2 separate regions of the Mus musculus genome follow, and region 2 is linked to region 1. The links are chromatin contacts, called in public HiChIP or PLAC-seq maps. All regions are on one chromosome and are shown on one strand. Each heading gives the region's core, a stretch centred on a gene start, on an enhancer-like site or on the middle of the called end of the contact. The rest is flanking DNA. Distances are from core to core; before and after follow the strand shown. Region 1 holds the start of Sostdc1 (sclerostin domain containing 1). Region 2 overlaps Crppa (CDP-L-ribitol pyrophosphorylase A).

Evidence for each region. HiChIP or PLAC-seq counts read pairs in DNA pulled down with a chosen protein or histone mark.
Region 2: an H3K4me3 HiChIP or PLAC-seq map of craniofacial prominence shows a contact between it and region 1, with 6 times the contacts expected there. The contact joins the enhancer-like site here to the promoter of Sostdc1 in region 1. A contact is called at or near these places in 17 of 39 promoter capture datasets (the 3T3-L1 cell line, 3T3-L1-derived adipocytes, the C10 cell line and 11 more), 1 of 15 datasets of contacts at CTCF or cohesin (pro-B cells), 6 of 484 Hi-C or Micro-C datasets (the G1E-ER4 cell line, cortical neurons, cranial neural crest and 3 more), 5 of 115 datasets of contacts at active chromatin or transcription factors (VIP interneurons, astrocytes, craniofacial prominence and 2 more) and 3 of 9 other capture datasets (adipose tissue, embryonic stem cells and liver).

The regions. Positions count from the first base shown.
Region 1 is chr12:36,312,567-36,315,536 of GRCm38.p6, reverse strand. It overlaps Sostdc1 (sclerostin domain containing 1), which reads right to left and starts at 1,368. Exons shown (of 2, transcript NM_025312.3): 1 at 1,039-1,368. The coding sequence starts at 1,243.
Region 2 is chr12:36,665,458-36,668,427 of GRCm38.p6, reverse strand. The region is part of intron 9 of Crppa (CDP-L-ribitol pyrophosphorylase A); the gene reads right to left. Among named protein-coding and RNA genes, the nearest start is that of Mir5099, 150 kb to the left of the region's middle. Within about 2 kb of position 1,442, at least 8 of the 459 cell types and tissues checked have an H3K27ac peak or open chromatin away from gene starts, as enhancers often do. A contact at or near this core is called in craniofacial prominence and second pharyngeal arch cranial neural crest, where this site is marked.

The DNA.
Region 1 (2,970 bases), core at 119-2,618:
CTTTTCAGTAACCTGGTACTGCTCAGACAGACACTTCCTATGCTCTGAAATTAACTACATGCAAGGAAAACACTTCAGTTTTCTTAGTGGGATATGACCAGTCATATACGGTATGACTTTTCAAAGGTCAAAACGCTTTTACACAGTTGGATGGAGTTTAAGGTGGAGGGGCAGAGATTTGTGTAAGGTTTCCTGTACACTGTTTCTCTGCCTTTCTTCACATTCCTTACTAACAGAAATCTTTTAAAGGAAGAGAATAGAGCAAAAGTTAGAGGAAGAAATTTGAACCCCTCTAACTAGTAGTCACTTGACGTGTATGTCAATTAAGCAAACAGAAAAGGGTAAAGAAATACTCCCTGTGCCAAACATTAGCATCCTATTATGTAAAATCTCCTGTTACAAATATATACCCAGTCTTTCACAGAAACATACAATTGTCTCAATTTGACCTGTTGAATAAAGAACAATTTGGAAAACCATGATGCTCCAACGTTTTGTAGTATAGACCCGTTTAACAGTGGACATCAAGTCTTTACACCTCTCCAAACTAGACATATTTTAGACATCTGTGTGAGCAATTCCATATTTCCTGAAAGCTTCCTTTCATCCATTGTGATTCCCTATACATAGTTCCGGTTAGTTACCTTTAGACACTTCACCAGATTCCTGCACGATCTGAAATTAGCAAAGTGTAAGACGCCATGAACTTAAACTGCACACAGAACCACACTTTAAAGAAGTCTCCCTTTTGCAGAGTTTTTAAAAAGCAGCAGTTCAATACCTCGATGCATTTTTCTGTGGGCACTGGATAAACCATGTCTCTGCTTGCATTATCAAGCCACCGGCTTAATTTGTATTAACTCTAAAATCACTACCCAGGAAAGAACGCCAGCCTACACATGCACCAGATTGCTCCCAGATTGTTTTTGCAAAAGCGTAGATGGTTCACGTTAGTTTACAGCAAAAGCATTCTACAGGAGTGGGAGCTGATGCTCCCCAAAAGGAAAAAAAAAATCTGTACAAGTAAAACACACTTACTGTTTCGATCCAGTCCAGTGCTACTGAAATGCCTGCCTCCATTCCTGGCTTGATTCAGGGTGCTGTTGCTGCTGGGGTGTGCCGGGACAGGTTTAACCACATGTGAATAAAGGATTTCTGTGGCATCATTTTTAAAAGCCAAACAGTTTCTCATCAGGATGCAGAGCAGGGGAATGAGAGAGAGATGAATGGCAGGAGGAAGCATGATGAGTGGAGGATTTGCTGGGCTGAGGAGCCGCTAATTCTTTCCCCCTTGCTTCTGCACTGTGGACTGTGGAATCCCTTCCCAAGGTTCCCTTTATATAGCCAGAGGCTTGGCGTTCATTCAGGTGTAAAGTTGTGTAGGGCTTCGGAGTGAAAACACAGAGAAGGGGTGGGATCCCTACTTGACCCTGCAAAAGAATTTTACCAATGGAGAAGACGGGCTGCAGAAGAGGAGGGGCTTGCTACACAAATTGCCTGCGATTTCAGAGTTGGGCTTTACTGGTCTACGAGCTGAAGCAGGCAAGGCACAGCCCTGTCACAACTGCTACCACTTGCTCCTCAGCCAGGTCCTCTCCGGAGCCTAGGTTCATGGTCAAGTTTAATGGAAGGAAAAGTAGGTTGCTGTTCACATAAAGAGACAGAGTTTATTTTATTTTTCACACTTTTGTTCTCTATTCCCCTCAGATTAAAGAAAATTTGGGGCCTGAAGGGGCTTCTTCCCCAAAAGTTAGAAGAAGCCATATGAGTTTTTGAGTAGTGTCAGACTTGAGTAAAAGATCTATTTAGTTAAATATGTTTTGTCTCTTAAGAAGAAAACCTTTTTCCCCTCTCTTTTCTCATAAAGAGGAAGACACAGAGCTAAAACCTGCCCTCTGGACACACTTAAGTAATGCTGCTTTGATCTGCAGGAGCAACTGTCCTGCTAGGTAAATTACTGCCAGCGGTCCTGGTACTGCCAGCGGTCCTGAGTGTGTGTGTTGGGGGGTTGGGGGGTGTAATGAGCAGAACTCTGTCTGAATTAAATTAACTCATATCAGTTTTCATCTTAAAATATGTCAGCAAGGTTTAGCATTCTGCATGTCTCTTGCCCAAAAGAAAACCATTTTCTATTTATTACCCTTTACCAATTCAAAATATTTCTAGATTGTTCATATACTGCAGGTCCTGAGTTATATTTGTATTTGTCAAACATTGGTTTTGGTAACTTCCTTTGAGTCTGCTGCCTAAGTAAGTGCTGTCACCGTCTGGGCTGCTTTATTTCCATCTGACAGAGCTACTCCATGGGTTCTTTAACTCTGAAAACAAAGGGTCTAGCAGTATGAGTCAGCATGGAAGGGCACCTGCAGCCAAGCTTGGCAATCCTGAGTTCAGCATCGGAACCCACATAACAGAAGGAGAGTGGCCTCTGGGACTTTGTCCTCTAGCCCTCACATGTGTGCTGTGGCATGAGTATAGAAGCCTAAGATAAAGAAATGATTTTAAAAGAAAAGCAGGTTTCATCGGATCTATTAAGCATCTTGACTGGGACAACTTTCAAATTGCCTGTTCAATGATAAATCCAATTTTAATGGTCAGTGTGGCTGTTAGAAAAATGTCTTAGTATTTTGTATCTCTCTCCTTTATAAGTTCTTGTCCATTATAACTGCTATCCACCACCACCTCTCCTTCCTTCTTCCTTAACTGTACATATCAACAGTGGCACCTACTGACATTTTGGAACCAGCAGTTCCTTATTATATAGGCACTTCTATGCATCTTTACTACTGTCCTTGGCTTCTACCCAGTAGCTGTCTGCTGTAAGGAAAAATTCTGCTACTGCCAAATTTCTCCCGGCGTGTCAAAACCGTCCCTGATTAAGAACTAACAATGTTCTGCTTATTATTATAAAAAGAAAGTAAGCATACGAATAGAAGACTAGAATAGAAGACTAAGCATTAAATAAGAAGT
Region 2 (2,970 bases), core at 193-2,692, 350 kb before region 1:
GAAACTGCAGACAGCTAGAATCAAGCTTCCATTCACTTTGTAGAGCACAGTCTCAGAAGACAAAAAGAAAAAAAAAAAAACTATGACATCACTGTCTCCTCGTCTGTATTCCCATCCTTCCCACTTCCCACTTCCCCTTCCCTGCTTTCCCAGCGCGCCCACTGCTGGGGCATGTTAGGCTCAGGCGGTGGAGGCCTACTCCTGCAGTGGTTCATGGGATAAAGTTTCCTTAACTTCTTCAGTGGGCATCATTTTCTTTAGCATTAAAGAGAAGCAACTCTATTTATAGAGATAAAGGTGGACCGTTTAAAGGGATAGAAAGCAAAGCAATGCAAATAATACCTCTACAAAGATAGGGCTTTTCAATGTACATTAAACCCTTGGTATGCTGAGAAGGAAATTTAAAGTTATACTGAGTCAGTTTTCACACACAAGGTGATCTATTTTAGATCATTACTAGTTTTAAATTAATATAAAATCAAATGTGTCTATAAAAGATGAAATACTAACAGTTAAACATGATTATATAACTCAAAACCCTGGGAAGAGGGTATCAGAGTATAACAAACCGCATGAGGAAAATTCCAGTATTCAGACACTTATTCCAAGGAAAGGAAAATAGCTTTTCTAAAGCTTTATTATTAATCACTGAAAATTAGAGATTCCAACCAAGAAGCCAAAACTACAGAACATCAGTATTCAATAGCAGTGCGAGAGTCAGTCCTAGCACTGAAAGCATGCTTCTAGATGACTTCCCTGCCCTTCCCCAATAAGTATTGCTCTTACCCATGTCGTACTTGAAGCCAAACTTCCTGCTGTGTCCTAGGTTTATAGGTGTGAACCTGGGTAGGTCCATAATGTGTGTGTGTGTGTGTGTGTGTGTGTGTGCACACGCGTGTGCGCGCACGTGCATGGATGTGCACACCTGCAGGACAGAGTCTTTAAAATAATATCAAATATAACTGTTCATTTTAAGAATCAGCACCAGAAAATTTCCTATGTGGTATAACACATATTCACAGCTCCATAACCATTCTCCACAATTGACCAAGCTCAGTTCTGTGTTATGGCATTGATACAAACTAATGAGAGAACTAAATCCCCAGGGTCCATAATAAATCCCTAAGAGGAGAGGTGAAACACTCACAAGTCAAGGATTTGTAACTTCTAGACAAAAGCTAGAAGTACATATGGTTTCCCAAATGATAAGGGAATAAAAGGAAAAAGGAGCCTGTAAAACAGATGTAGTGGACTGAAAGCAAATATTTACTGAGTCAAAATGTCATTTTCTGTTATAGTCATATGGGCATGCATATACATTACAAAGGTAGGCAGGAAGCCTTGTCAATGTCAGAAACTGTCAGGCACAAGGTGATAAGCCATACGGGACAACAGATACCAGAGCCCAGCAAGCAGAGCAAAGGCAAAAATAAAAATTTAAACCAAACACGCATTGATTTGACTGTCACGGTTGATGGGGTTTGGCAGGCTCCCTGGCAGGGTCTGTTTTATATTGAGAAATAACAAACGTCTGCTTTCTCTGCCGACATGTTTGCAGTGAGGTGTAGGACACAGGAAAGACTAAGCAACATTTAATTGTTGCTCCGGCATTAGAATAAGCTGAAAAAGATCTGGGCAGAACACAGAGAGCAGCACATTAGGATTCTCTTGTGGCATCCTGGAAACCCAACAAAGGAAATGTTAACATGTTTTCCATTCTCTCAGCCGAAAGCATAATTCTCCAGTTTCCTGGATATACTAATTTCATAAAGAATAATTTAAGTGTTATATAGAACACACACAATCAAAAGGAAAAGACAGGCTGCAAAATCTTTCTTCCTTTTAATTGTTTATTCATTTTGATTGGGATTGGAAGGCCTTTAAAAAAAACAATAAATGCCTGGCAGCTATAAATAATTAAAATCTAGCAGAGCAATAATAATTACAAGAAAGAAAGTGTCCATCTTGATTATACACATTTCCGGTGAAAAGAATGGGAGAGACTACCACATACTGAACAGTCAGCTATGAAAGCAAAAACAGATAGTAATCATTATAGGGATATAAGGAAAACAGCTGCCATTCCAAGGTCAGAGGCATAATTTCTATAATTACCCACAACAGTCTTGTAGAAGTATATTCTTGTAACAAGATGAACAGTTTATTTCCAGGACTTAAAACAATGCAAAGACAGTTTGCACCAGGATGTGCCCTGTTCAGGTTGGTATCGTTTGGATAGTCAGTGAGTAAAAAAATATCACAGGTAAGAAACAGACTATTCAGAGCAAGTACGAGATCTGTAGTTTGCCTCATTTATTTAAAGTTAGTGTATGTTAATCACACAAAATAAAAATAACTAGTTTCATTGTGAACTATTCACGGCTTCACCTGCTGTCCTCTGATCACGGTCACCCCCATTACTATCTTTCCTCCCATACCATTACCATCTCTTACAGTCTTTCCTCCCATTACCATCTCTTACAGTCTTTCCTCCCATTACCATCTCTTACAGTCTTTCCTCCCATTACCATCTCTTACAGTCTTTCCTCCCATTACCATCTCTTACAGTCTTTCCTCCCATTACCATCTCTTACAGTCTTTCCTCCCATTACCATCTCTTACAGTCTTTCCTCCCATTACCATCTCTTACAGTCTTTCCTCCCATTACCATCTCTTACAGTCTTTCCTCCCATTACCATCTCTTACAGTCTTTCCTCCCATTACCATCTCTTACAGTCTTTCCTCCCATTACCATCTTTTAGTCTTTCCTCCCATTACCATCTCTTACAGTCTTTCCTCCCTAGCCTTCTTTCTGCTCTATAGCTGTCTCCCTGTTTCTTCCGTCTCTCCTGTCTCTAAATTCCACACATGAATGAAAATGTGATTCTTCTCATTTAGAATTTGCTATGTCACTTAACATCACGATCTCCAGTCACCTCTCTTTTGCTGCAAAGGAAATGATTTCTTGTT